Linked DNA regions of Mus musculus: regions 2, 3, 4 and 5 are each linked to region 1. A link is a contact called in public promoter capture Hi-C data. All regions are on one chromosome and are shown on one strand. Each heading gives the region's core, a stretch centred on a gene start, on an enhancer-like site or on the middle of the called end of the contact. The rest is flanking DNA. Distances are from core to core; before and after follow the strand shown. Region 1 holds the start of Zfp811 (zinc finger protein 811). Region 2 holds the start of Hsf2bp (heat shock transcription factor 2 binding protein). Region 3 holds the start of Myo1f (myosin IF). Region 4 holds the start of Zfp101 (zinc finger protein 101). Region 5 holds the start of Zfp81 (zinc finger protein 81).

The links. Promoter capture Hi-C pulls out the DNA fragments that hold promoters and counts their contacts. Capture Hi-C pulls out chosen DNA fragments and counts their contacts.
Region 2: a promoter capture Hi-C map of stem cell-derived epiblast-like cells shows a contact between it and region 1, with 2.6 times the contacts expected there. The contact joins the promoter of Hsf2bp here to the promoter of Zfp811 in region 1. A contact is called at or near these places in 1 of 39 promoter capture datasets (stem cell-derived epiblast-like cells) and 1 of 115 datasets of contacts at active chromatin or transcription factors (large pre-B cells).
Region 3: a promoter capture Hi-C map of pancreatic islet shows a contact between it and region 1, with 4 times the contacts expected there. The contact joins the promoter of Myo1f here to the promoter of Zfp811 in region 1. A contact is called at or near these places in 6 of 39 promoter capture datasets (the 3T3-L1 cell line, 3T3-L1-derived adipocytes, the C10 cell line and 3 more), 1 of 115 datasets of contacts at active chromatin or transcription factors (bone marrow-derived dendritic cells) and 1 of 9 other capture datasets (pancreatic islet).
Region 4: a promoter capture Hi-C map of cranial neural crest shows a contact between it and region 1. The contact joins the promoter of Zfp101 here to the promoter of Zfp811 in region 1. A contact is called at or near these places in 3 of 39 promoter capture datasets (3T3-L1-derived adipocytes, cranial neural crest and frontonasal cranial neural crest) and 1 of 9 other capture datasets (adipose tissue).
Region 5: a contact with region 1 is called in a promoter capture Hi-C map of liver, with 5 times the contacts expected there. The contact joins the promoter of Zfp81 here to the promoter of Zfp811 in region 1. A contact is called at or near these places in 13 of 39 promoter capture datasets (the 3T3-L1 cell line, 3T3-L1-derived adipocytes, the HPC-7 cell line and 8 more).

Annotation. Positions count from the first base shown.
Region 1 is chr17:32,808,628-32,811,278 of GRCm38.p6, forward strand. Zfp811 (zinc finger protein 811) reads right to left here and starts at 1,304. Exons shown (of 4, transcript NM_183177.3): 1 at 1,155-1,304. The coding sequence starts at 1,157.
Region 2 is chr17:32,033,207-32,035,857 of GRCm38.p6, forward strand. It overlaps Hsf2bp (heat shock transcription factor 2 binding protein), which reads right to left and starts at 1,302. Exons shown (of 8, transcript NM_028902.1): 1 at 1,239-1,302; 2 at 55-205. The coding sequence starts at 1,286.
Region 3 is chr17:33,554,385-33,557,035 of GRCm38.p6, forward strand. It overlaps Myo1f (myosin IF), which reads left to right and starts at 1,323. Exons shown (of 28, transcript NM_053214.2): 1 at 1,323-1,472. The coding sequence starts at 1,470.
Region 4 is chr17:33,393,322-33,395,972 of GRCm38.p6, forward strand. It overlaps Zfp101 (zinc finger protein 101), which reads right to left and starts at 1,316. Exons shown (of 4, transcript NM_009542.2): 1 at 1,167-1,316. The coding sequence starts at 1,187.
Region 5 is chr17:33,357,543-33,360,193 of GRCm38.p6, forward strand. Zfp81 (zinc finger protein 81) reads right to left here and starts at 1,336. Exons shown (of 4, transcript NM_207541.1): 1 at 1,192-1,336. The coding sequence starts at 1,194.

The DNA of each region.
Region 1 (2,651 bases), core at 54-2,553:
ATGTTACTGCAGCGACAGGATGAGACTAGAGCAACCTGCAAGGCTCATTGGAAAAGCAGGTGCCACTGAAATGAGACAAGGAAAAGACGGCGGGGGGTGGGGGGGGGTGGGGGGGGTGGGGGGGGGTGGAGGGGGGCGTGGGGGCGGGCTGCTTGTAGTTAGTTCATGTTGCAGGTTATGCCAAACCTAGAATGGCTCCATTGTGTTCAGCAACAACGTTAATCTGATTTGCTCGAGTTTTAAGCATAAGATCTCATAGAGGAAAAAGAGCTACTATTTGCCAGCACTCCAGAAGGCACAAAGTGACATCAGTAAACAACTCCTGAAAATGTACCAAATTTTATCAAAAACACTAGACGCATGAGCTTATCAACCACAATATATGCAACCCCTCACCTGAATTTCTACAAGGAGCACCCCAAAACCAGAGTGTGGCACACAGGCAGTGATCACAGGGTCAGCTGTCAAGAGAAGGGGAATAACCGTGGGCAAGGACTCCCTCCCGCCTTTGTCCTCGCAGTTTCTCCGGCTTAGTTGATCGATGAGAATTATTCGATCCTCAACAGCCCTCTTTGTCCCCGTATTAGCTCCAATGCCTGGACTCCAGTAAAGCTTTGTGTGCTTTCAAGCCTTTCTAACACTTTCTTAACCATTCTGCAACCTGTGTTTTGGTTCATTATTGTGTGAAATGTTAATATGTGGTTTAATGTTAGTGATTAAGATTGGAATAAAAGAGCAGTGGCTGCCCACGGCCAGAAAGAAGGCAAAATCGGGCTTACTTGGAAAACTGTAGTCAAGGAAAAAGAATTTATTGGCTATTTAATAAATCGTGACAGTGTAAAAAAGATCCATGTCTCTGTATGTTTCAGAATAACATGCACAAGATCCGGGGGTCAACACACCTCTTACCTCCTCTGGTGCAGAACCCCCAACCCGAGTACCTAGTCTCCACCACCCTCTGCCACCACCACCCACTCTGCCTAGACCTGGCACTGCGAGAGACCAGATGTGTCTGCTTCAGTGAGCGCTCAGCAAGAGACAGGGCAGCCTGGACCAGCTCCACCCGGAGGATCCCGCTCTGAGGCTCATCAGAGTCAGAGAGACCCCTCTGCAGACGAGAGCTGTACCCCACTGCCACAATCGCCCGCACGAACCATTTCCAGAGACATGATGTCCTAGTGTCCTCTTGTAGTTCCTGCAGTCAGTGGAGGTGAGGCAGAAATGGAGTAGAGAGAGAGAGAGACCTGGAGATTCCCTGTACAGATGCTAACAATCCAGATCCCCAAATAAGGCGGGGACCAAAAGGGGATGTCTCAGTGATACGTAGCGGCCATCTTCCTAATGCCTGGATATTTCATTGGATATGCATCCCAAAACAACTTGCCTGGTTGGCCATCAATCCACAGACCCGCCTCCTAAAGCTTTAGCGACTGGAGGAGCACACTCACCTACCACATTGAGATTCAAATTAGAAATTTTAGGTTCAAGCCTACCCAGACTGCATAGAGTACTTTCCTAGATCCTCACTGGCCCCACAGTGGGAAAGGGCAGAAGCAGAGCCCTGTCCCAGCTTTCCTGACCCAACACTTGCTCAGCGGGCAATTCTTGCTTCCTCCCCTTTCTGATGGGGTTACAGAAGCACAGAGGGATTCCAGACTCGGTGTCTATGGAAACAGCCCCATCGCACCATAGAAGACAAAAGGCATACCAGGTCTGGAATAGGAGAGAGAGGGGAGAGGGGAGAGGGGAGAGGGGAGAGGGGAGAGGGGAGAGGGGAGAGGGGAGAGGGGAGAGGGGAGAGGGAGAGAGGGAGTAAGGGAGGGAGGGAGACAGACACAGAGAGAGTGTGTGTGAGGGAGGGATGGAGGCTACCTATATTCAGTCAATAGCATAGAAAACATATGAAGGAATGAAATTATTGAAGGCATACAGAAAGTGGAATTTATAGAAAGAGGTCAAACATACCAGCAAAGTCCTCACGCTTTAACAAGGATCCAGTGTTTAATTTGACCCAGTGACTTCTGGTGTGTTCCACAAGCACACTATTATCTGACTCCAAATAGTCAATGTTTGGACAGGAGGTGCTGTACAGTTCAGCTTGTCCATGCAGATATATACAAGGGTCAAATGCAAGAGAGACACTGAGTCAGATTGTTCCTGATGGCTGTTACTAAACTTGAGGTCACAGTCTATAAGAAGCCAGGTTCAGCCACCCAACCTCGTGAAGACAAACATGCAAATTAGTAGGGAAAACCAGAAAAGAAGAAATTTATGCAATGTGGCTATGTTGGGAAGAGGAACAAAAAGACCCAGTGATTCCCCACTAGTCTATCTTGGGGTTACTAAAGTGAGACTGAAGTTTAAGTTAAAGCCCAGGGCATACTAAGCAGTCCAGGATGAGGGGTGATGCCACCCATTACTGGACTGTCACCATCTCTGTGAGGTTGTTCATCCCTTTCCTGGAGGAGATGAGCATCAGCTCTGGCCCAGGGTTTTCTTCTCCCAATACCAGATTCCCAGAGAAATCTCAATTTCTTGGAATTCACTGTTTCAATATTGTTAAAGCTAAAGGCTCTTTTAAGAAAACATTCATTTCTGTCAGGTTAATGTCAAATACAACAGTGGGGCCTAAAAGGGAAGGAAATAAAGAG
Region 2 (2,651 bases), core at 52-2,551, 780 kb before region 1:
GCTCAACTCCCCTGCCCACCCAAAGACAAGTGGCATGCATGAGGTAAGACTCACTTTTTTCTACCATCTTTAATTTCTGGAAACTTTCCAGTAACTCCCCATTTAGTATTCTGGGTAAGAAGTCCCGTATTTGCATCACTTCCGTCGTCAGCCGTTCCAGGTCCTTCTTTCTGACTTTAACAAATTCTTCTTTAGATTCCATGTTCTAAAAGAACAAGTAGATCTTAGCATTGTAGTATTTCTCTTCAGATGACTAGAACTAGCATCCCAAATCGACTTGCTCCCTTTTCTTTCATGCCTCTTACATTCATAATTGCCTCACAAATGTGTTTTTCTTTCATGCCTCTTACATTCATAATTGCCTCACAAATGTGTTTACATACGTACCTGTGTGTGTGTGTGTGTGTGTGTGTGTGTGTGTTAAGGTTTTTATTTGGTTTTTGAGAGGGTCTCACTGCGTAGCTTTGGTTGTTCTGGAACTATGTAGACTAAGCAGTGTGTAGGCCTCTGCCTCCATAGTGCTGGGTTACAGTCTCTTCCACCACTCTTGGCACCTAATGTCCCTCCTGTTACACATATATGGATATAGATGTGTGTGTACACATGGGCTTTATATACAGAGGGCCATGATGACGGGGACAAGGGTGATGATTCACACCCACAGTCCTAGCTTCTCAAGAGACTGAGGGTGAAATATGGCTTTGCCCAAGCGTTGGAGGCCAGCCTGAGCAACATGTCAAGACTGATTCAGTAAGAACAAATATGGTGGAGGAGGGAATGGAAATACGTAAGGGGAAAAACCGAACTCATATTCCTAAAAGCCAAAAGAAAATGCCTGCAAGTTAATGCGCCCCAGGCTGAACCGCTCGGGTGGGATCCCTGCGGCCGCATTTGGCTTTTGCTGACCCCTAACATTCACACCATCATACAATGGCATCCTACCGGAAGTAGGCATTAACCAGGCCCTCTCATGAAGGGGCATCAGGGGCAGAACCCAGATAAGTGAGTTCTCAGCTCCGGCTCCCCGGAGCCTCAAGGCCTAAGGCCTGGGCTACCACTTTTTAACCTGAGGCATCCGCAGATGATTTGGAACTGTGCCTCTTGTCTCCGGCCCTGGCCCACCCTCGCGCAGCTCCTGGCCAGGTCCCCTCAGGGCTACAGGGACATCTCCTCAGGCACTGGATCCGCCCTGAGGGGAGTAATCAGCAGCAGCTCCCATATGTAGGGCACCCACTGACCCGGCAGGCCTCCTCAGTACCGGACCCGTCGCCCACGGTTGCGGCCATAGCCGCTGCCTCAGCTTCGTGCGCCTGCGCAGAGCTCGCTAACACGCACACACAAAAACGCGGGAATCTTAAGATGCCCCACGATACGGAAAGCCACAAGGTTCAAATCTCGACGATTTGCTCTTCACTCTCGCTTTCTGGGTCCAGGGATGAGATGGACCTGGATTCTACTGTAGCTTTCCTACTTCAGTTGCGTTTCAGACTTGTTACCTGCAAAGTGAGGCCTGAGAGTCAAGCAGAATCCGTCCTTCCCTGTTTAGAGAGAAGATGCTACAACCAAACCTATACACTGTGAGAAACCGCGCAGGGAAAACCTCATCGTCCCTTGGCCCCAAGTGCTTCTGTGCCAGCACTTGGGTGGCGGAAGCTGGAGTTCAAGACAAACTTGCTACATAGCATGGGAAAATCTAGGCTGGGCTACATGGGGGTAAAAAAAAAAAAATCAAAATTAAATCACCAAAGCTTGGAAGAATATACTAATCTAATAATTCTCATGTTTGATAACGTAGAGTTTTAGATGTCCCTAAAGTTTGCACAATTGTTAAAAGCCTTCTTTTATGTTGGTTTAGTATGTTCCCGCTTGTGCTGGTTTATGTCAACTTGACACGAGCTAAAGTCATGGGAGGAGGGAACCTCAGTAAAGAAAATGTCTCTATAAAATCAGATTGTAGCAGGCCTGTAAGGCATTGTCTTAGTGACTGATGGGGAGGACCCCACCTATTATGGGCGGGGCCATCCCTGGACTGGTGGTCCTGGGTTCGGATTTCTGAGTTCGAGGTCAGCCTGGCCTACAAAGTGAGTTCCAGGACAGCCAGGGTTATACAGAGAAACCCTGTCTCGAAAAAAAAAACAAACAAACAAAAACAAAACAGGCTGAGCAAACTGCAAAGAGCACGGCGGTAAGGAGCACCCTCCATGGCCTCTGCATCAGCTCCTGCCTCCAGGGTCCTGTCCTGGGTGAGGTCTGGTCCTGGCTTCCTTCCATGGCGAACAGTAATATGGAATGTGAGTCAAAACAAACAAACAACGACAACAACAACAAAAAAACATTTGCTCCCCAGCTTGCATTTTTGGTCCTGGTGTTTGAAAATCTCACTACCCACTGCTTAGAACTGTGTGTTTTGAATGCAGGACTTACAGAGTCAAGTTAGATCCTCAAAATTTCCCTCTACAATAGACATCCCTGCATCTCACCCAGACGTCGTGTGTGTGGATTTGCTGATTCCCCATTCAACAAGCCTGCACCTGTCTCAAGATGCGGCGGAAGGCTTGCTGTCTTGCCACTACACACCCCTAGATCTATCCTAGGACCCTGCAAAAAAGGATTGCTCACTACACCACACCTCTGTAAGTGCCCCTGATGCT
Region 3 (2,651 bases), core at 73-2,572, 750 kb after region 1:
GTAACATGAGGAGGTGACAACTTCTAGGAACTGTCATTTCCTCCATGTCAACAGAAGACTCATTTGTGATCTGGTCTTCCAAAGACCAAGTACTGAGCTAACGTATGGTAGGCCCTACATGTGCTGGCTGCTGCTGATAGAGCCAAGTCAGGAAAACAGCAAGGCTGTAAGTGTGAAAACCCAGATTGGGCCAGGAATGGTGTGTACATCTTTGGGCCCCACAATCCAGAGGCAGGAGGATCTCTGAGTTTGAGACCAAATTTGCTACTTACAAACTCCAGACAAGTCAAAATTATACAGTGGAAACCCTATCTCAAAAACAAAAACCACAACAATATCCAGATTTGGGGTGGAGTGACAGTGGGAGGTGCTTGCTGGATAGAAGGCTCAACTGGATAGAAGATTACTTCCTGTAATTTCAGAGGACCACAGTTCAATTCCAAGCACCCATATCAGGTGGTTAACAGATGTAAACTCCCAGAGATCCAGTGCCTCCTGGGTTCCAAAGGTCTCGGTCTCTGTCTCTGTCTCTCTGTCTCTGTCTCTGTTTCTCTCTGTGTCTCTCTCTTTCTCTTTCTCTCTCTCTCTCTCTCTCTCTCTCTCTCTCTCTCTCTCTCTCTCTCTCTCTCAAGGCCAATAGCTCACTTTTCACAACAAGCATCAGGGCATGAGTTTGAATCCCCAGACCCCACATAAAGCCAGATAAAGGTAACAAATATCTGAGACATGGAGATAGGAGGTGGAGACAAGAGAATCCAGGAAGCTTGCAGACTAGCCTGATTTCCACAGTAGGAAAACAACAGTGATGCCTATTTCAAGGAGAAGGGTGAGAACTGGCACTCACCTAAGGTTGTCTTCTGACCTCCCTCCACACATTCATATGCACCCATATAGAAACGCACACAAAGAGAAATACAGACATTAAAGGGAAATAAGTCTTGTGGTGTCTTCTACTCCAGTTAAACTTCCCTTACTAACAGACCTGGCTTTGGAGGAACAGTCTACAGGGAGGACCATAAAGGGTTTCCATGGGAACTCTGAGCAGACACACATCTGAAATGGTACTTCCTTCCCCTGATTCTGAAGAGAACTAAGCGGCCAGTCCTGCAGTCAGCTGATTTGGGTGCTTTTTGCTGTAACTCTTTTCTTGAGGTAGATGATGGATAAAGGACTTTCTCTAGTCTGGCAGTGACTGCCCGCCAACTTTGACCTATCCCTTCAGGGTAAGCTCCAAACGGTTCCCTCAGCCCTGTCATTGCTGCTAGAGCTCAGAGCACTGTCCCCGCCCTCAGCTTCCCTCCCCTGTGGTCATGAGCCCTCCCGCAAAGGAAGTAAAAGAGGGGCTGTTACAAGAGGAACTAGGGCCAAGAGCCTGTGAAGGAGGAGAGCCATGCCAGAGCCACCCCCTAGAACCCTCTGAGCCTGCACCCCTGTCATTACCCACAGGAGCCTACATACCATCCCTCACCATGGTAAGTTGTTCAAGGTGGGATCTGGGAGTGGTAACCTGGTAGCACCCTCAAAACTTGGGGCAATGGTTATGAGAACCACAGAGCCTTCAGAGACAGAGTTCCATAGGACAGCACAGAGCACCCCATGTCCCTCACCAAGAATCAAGCTCCAATCTGCATCTGCCAGGCTGGGTATGAGGACCAATACTGCAACATAAATAGGAAAGAAAGTGTCCCTGAAGGAATTACACAGTCGTCAGGAAGAGAACATGTCCCTTTTCAGGGGCTTAGAGAACTAGGTTATCAACTCATCTCAGAACTAGTCTTCCCCTGCAGTTTGAAACAAGCTCTTCCCTCTCTTAGCCTCTGTTTCTAGAACTCTTATTTAGAAGTTGGTCTGGAGAAAGGAGTGTTTGAGGGGTGTAGGGCTTTTCTTGGGAACATTCATCAGAGGGATCTGTAGGTTTGGCCACTCTCATGGGGTGGGATAACAGTGCAAGTGATCCTAGGTGGTTTGACTATAACAATCACAGGGGCAGATGATAGCTCAGTGCGGGTGCTTGGCTAGTGTGCTCAAGATCCTGGGTATCATCTCTAGCACTGAAAATAAGTCATCATCATCCTCATTTAACTTCCAGGACCAGTTAATTTTACTAAGGAGGAGTTGGAGATGTGGGTGTGCGGCAGAAGATAGCAAAGGATGAAAAGGAGGGGGAAGAGAGAGCTAGGAGAAGAAAAGGAAAAATAGGAATGGAGATAAGGAATAGAAAGAAGAGGAGAGGGAGGGGATGGGGGTTTTCATAGGGGAAACCAAGAAAGGGGATAACATTTGAAATGTAAATAAAGAAAATACCTAATGAAAGAAAGAAAGGAAGGAAGGAAGGAAGGAAGGAAGGAAGGAAGGAAGGAAGGAAGGAAGGAAGAAAAAAAGAGGAGGAGATGGAGGACTAGGTGGAGAAAGGATAGAGGAAAGGTATACAAAGGAGAGACCGTTCTCCCTACTACCCAAGGATGGCAGTGGAGACGCTGCAGACAGAGATGTCACTACAAGTTCAAGTTGAAGTCTGTTGATGATGAGAAGGCTGGAGAATGATCAGCACCATGCATGGGTCTAGACTTAGCAGCATCATGGCACATACAATAAAAGCCAGTAGTGATTACACAAATCACCCCATGGCTCCACAAACCCACAGTTCACTT
Region 4 (2,651 bases), core at 66-2,565, 580 kb after region 1:
ATCTATGAAACCCGGTTTTAAAATAAAAGTAAAAGTAAAAATAAATGAAGCCGAAGAAATGAGTCAACAGGCAAAAGCAGTCGTCAAGCATGCGTTGTGACCTGTGTTTGATCCCTGAACCCAGGGAATGGACAGGAGAACCAACTCCAACCCCACAAGGGAGTCCTTTGACCTGCACAGTATATACTATGGCACGGGAGCCCAAAGATTGGCTCACCACACATGAACAACACTAATAAAATTTGAAATGTTTTGTGCACTCAAACCAACTCTCAAAAAAATACCTCATCCAGAAGATAGAAGACACGTATGTTTTTCTCCCAGATGGCCCCTGTCCACACTTTCCCTAGTCGCAAATTACACTGTCTAGAAAAACGATTTACATAAGGGCAAAGGAAACAACCGAAGATGTTAATATTTTTCTAGAGGACTGTAATCTTGGTAAATACTAATTAAGGAGCCCACCTTGTAGGGCATGATGGTGCTCGCATCTAAACTGCAGTTCTCAGGAAGCAGAAGCAGGCAGATCTCTTGAGTTCAAGGTAGGCCTGGTCTACGTAATGAGTTCCAAGAAAGGAAAGAAGACAAACAAACACACATTACAGGCAGAGGCAGGAGAATCTCTGAGTTCGAAGCCAGCCTGGTCTACCAAGTGAGTTCCAGGGTAGCCAGGGCTACTGAGAAACCCTGTCTGAAAAACAAAGAAATCAACCAATCAAAAACTCACCAGCACCACTGCCACCAAAAGCACATTACATATTCCTTCTCTTTGGAGAAGCAGCCTAGAGCAAAACTAATACAAAATCAAGGAGACCTCAGAAAACAATAAAGCAGGCCAAACGCAAGTGCAAGGTCAGACCAGCAGTAACGCTCAACACCCACGTCCTTTCACTACACTGACCAGACCGCATCACCAACCCGTGAGCGCTGCAAAGTCTGCAGGGTGCAGGACCACCGAGCTCATTCCCCATGATAGCCAAGGGACTGGGATAAAGCAGTTTTACAGCGACAGGGCAGGAGGAGCCTCCGACTCCTGGCTCCGCCGGTGCCAAGCTCCACCTCGAACTGCAGCACAGCGCCAGAGGAACGTCGGGTCGGCGGTGCCAAGCTGCGCCAGGCTACGTCAAAGCCGCGGCCCACGACTCCGGGAGCAACCGTGTACTCACCATTTCCAGCTTCGGACGCATGCGGGGGTCCTTCGGAAGAGCCTGCCGACAAAATAGGTGGCACTGACTGAAACCAGCTGTCACAACACCTCACAAAAGCTACACGGGATTCAAAAATGGAGCCAGGGGCAGAAACTTCAGAACATCCGTGTTCCTCATTTGACAGTTCCAGCAAGGAAGTAACAGCGGCTCTGATTGGCGAAAGATGCTGGACCCGCCTTCTTATTCGTGAGTAGCAGGATCAACAACCTCTCCCATACTTGACGCAAATGGGGAAAAAAAAAAAAAAAAAAAAGATAGAGCAACACCCAATCTTAACCCAGACGTTCCGTTTGGAGTAAATATGTGGGATCCTTGCATTTAAGCACGACGCCTTCTGGGATTTTAGTGCACGCACTCGCTTTGTCGTGTACTCAGTGGGCTTCTACTGTTTCACATAAAATAGCGCTACAGATTGGCTCTGGACATCCCAGACTCAGTGTAGGGAAAGGAAAACCCATGACCCCAAACAGAGAAGGTTACCCGGTCAGGAGAGGACAGTGCCAATAATGAGTGCCAACTTAAGAATCTGAGATGAGGCAAATGGACTTTTGCACCTATATTTTTTGAAAGTTAAGATTTAAAATGTTGATTGAGCCCCAGGTTTGAAAGAAACCTGTACAAATATGTTAAAGCTTTGTCTGAAGAAATAATATTTTAAAACACGTTTGATAAAGACATATGCTTTTGCAAATGTCTCTTCTTACAGGCTTTACTTGGACTACTTCTGGGTATTGAACATTATTACTATAAACCAAGCCAAGAGCAGAAAGCAACATATATGAATTAATAATGTAAATAGAAAAAAACTTGTAAGCAAAGAAGAGGCTTTCGCTCCGGTACTGGTTGGCCTTTTGTCGACTTGATGTTAGTGGGGGTCATCTGAGAGAAGGGAACTCAACTTAGAAATGCCTCCATTAGATTGGCTATAGGCAAGACTGTAGAATATTTTTGGATTAAAGAATGATGTGTGTGTGTGGGGGGGGGGGGGTTTCCAATCTACTGTATTAATGCATACTTAGGTAGATAGGCCTAGGCTGTATAAAAAGGGAGAGTGAACATGCAGTATTTCCCCATGACCTCTACTTCAGTTCCCACCTCCAAATTTCTTCTTGAGTCCTGTGATGATTATTTTTCTGGTTGTCAACTTGACTCTGTTAGTCATGAAATCAAATCTGGGAATGGAGGACATACCTGTGAGAACTTTTTGCTTGCTTTGGAGTCGGTGATTCTGCTTCAGGTCTGGACCTTTGAGGTAGGGAGTCCCAGGCCTTTGAACCAAACCTTGAATCAGCTCTAATCTAGGCTACAGGCTTTGCTAGAGCTGGACGAGGAAGCTTCTGCTCCTGCCTGCTTGCCCTAGCCTTGCTAGCATGTCCATTCCTTCACTGGCATCAGAACCTTACTTTTTAGGGATTCCAGCATAAGCTGAAGACCAGCTGAGAC
Region 5 (2,651 bases), core at 86-2,585, 550 kb after region 1:
GGTCTTAGGAAAACAACAAAATGTCAGACTTAAGAGCAAAAGACAGCAAGAAGTAAAAAATAAGTTGAAAAATTATTGAAATTGACTCAAAGAATACACACAGTCAATGTCAATCTCAGAAATGGTTCTTTTAAAAAACAGTAAAATAGGCAAAACTGTAGTCAAGCTAACAAAAAAGAGGGAAGAGACAAATTAATAAAGTCATAAATTAGGGGAGGTTGCAAGAGACTAAAAAAAAAAAAGACAGGAAAAAAGAAAAGCAGTGGACCATTTGGTAGTATTTTGAAAAAAATACCCCCCACGAGGAAAAGAAATATATGCAAGAAATGGTTTGATTCTGAGTCGCATACAACAAGCTAAAATTAAATCAAGAGGATATAAACAACTTACGAATATTCATAACGATGAGATAGAAACAGATATAACCCTCTCATCCCTTCTGTTCAAGTCCACAGCCAAAGAATCTACCACGTTTTTGTTTGTTTTTACAATTAAATTATTCATCCCATCTCATGCTTTTTTTTTTACAGCCAGCAATGCTAGAAGAAAAAAAAAATTCCCCCAAATTTCACCTGTGCCTAGACAATTAATTGCCCAATTGGTTGGTGAATCCAAACAATTTTGAAGCAAATTGAAAATCCTCTCTTCCTTGCAAGCCGGAGCATTCCTCCCACTCTCAGCCCAGAGGGAGCAAACAAATCCTCCTGCATTAACGCTAACAGCAAAAACCAGGATGCGGGATAGGTTTACAGTTCATTGGTAAAAGGATTGCCTAGAATGAGCAAAGCCTGAGGTTCGATGCCCACGAAGGAAGGAAGGAAGGAAGGAAGGAAGGAACGAACAGCGTTTATCAAAGCCCCTCACAACAGTCTAAATGCTACAGAGCATCACGCCAACTCGCCAGCGATGCAGTCTGGAGAGGCGCTGTCTCACCCGAGAGCACAGCGGACTAGAAGACACTGCTTCAGAAGGGGGGCGGGGCAGGGCAGGGCCGGACCGACAGGACCAGACCCCAGGCTCCCCGCTGCCTGCTCTGCACGGAATTAAAACGCACGTGGGTGAGAGGGCGCGGGTGACAGACTCCTGCACAGAATCAGGCGAACGTCAGTGCCGCGGCACCACACAGGGACAAAGCCTCCGCGATGTCACCAACGTGCCACGCACGACTCCAGGAACACAGGGCACACTCACCATTTCCTGATTTCACACGCGAGCAGTGTGCTTCCTAAAGGGCCTACAATCAGCAGAAGGGACAGCGACTCAGGCCAAGTCACCACCTGCCTCCCTGGAGCTACACAGGACTCAAACAGGGCGGCAATGGCGGCACCCTCTGACTATCCATGCTCCTCATTGGGCAGTTCATGCAGGAAAGTAACAACGTCCCTGATTGGTGAACGGTACCGACCCGCCTCTTTAACTCTTTTCAGCGCGTTTAAATGGAACTCACCCGGCAAACTGACTACAGAACCTCCCTAACTCTGGCTCCCCCAAACCCCTGGAGTAAACCCGGAGTATATTTGGTGTCATTCTATTTAAAGAGAATATACTTCGGGGTTTTTAGAGCACACATTTAGTTCTTCGTGTGAGTTCCTCGTGCCTTTCCGCTTACTCACACTACTTTTTTTGTGAACATTCAGGACTCAGTGACATTAGGACAAAGCCAATGACACACATCCCTACCTCCAGTTTTAGCGATAGAGGCTTGGCCGGCTTTTTACGTGGGTTCTGGGGATCCAAACGCAGATCCTCATGAAGGATAATCAGGCATTTTACCAACCAACCCATCTCACCAGCGCTTCTTTGGGCTTGTACTATAGGTGGTCATTACGCTGCTTACTGTACAGTGTTTGGGTTTTATAACGTACAGAGAATGCTGAATTCAGAATATATCTTCAACATGAAGAACTTGTGCGGTGGTTAAGATTAGAGATGCATTTCACCAAACTCCTAGAAATAGTGTTTGTGGATTTGGTTTATTTCGGCTAGAACTTCAATGTGGCTGTAGAATACACTGTCCCACTTCTGAATATTAAGATGTGGAGCACTTGTTACTCTTACAGAGGCCCTGGGATTGCTTTCAATCATCCACACGATCGTTTGAAAACATCTTAACTCCAAGAGCTTCATCACCTTTTTAATTCACAGGCACCAGGTTCTCACATGGTGCACATACATACATTCATACACATATAAAAATAATCTTAAAATTTTAAAAGAAGTATATATGAAACCAGATATAGGAGAAAGAGTCATTATAACTTTTAAGAGAGAATGTAAATTAATACAGACACAAAAATAAAGTATGAAGATTTCTAAGAACAAACAAACAAAAACAACTTAAAATTGTTTAGCATGGTGGTACAGACCTTTAATTACAGGACTTTGGAGGCAAGAAGTTAAAGGTCATTGTGAAGAAAAGGAAGAGGAAGAGGAGGAGGAGGAAGAGGAAGAGGAGGAGGAGGAGAGAGAAAGAAGGAAGGAAGGAAGGAAGGAAGGAAGGAAGGAAGGAAGGAAGGAAGGAAGGAAAGAGAGTTCCAGGACAGCCAGGGACACACAGAAACCATTCTGAAAACAAACAAACAAACAAACAAAACCTCAAAACTAAAGGTCACAAACTAAAACCAGCACCCTTTGCTAGGAAAGAGAAAGGA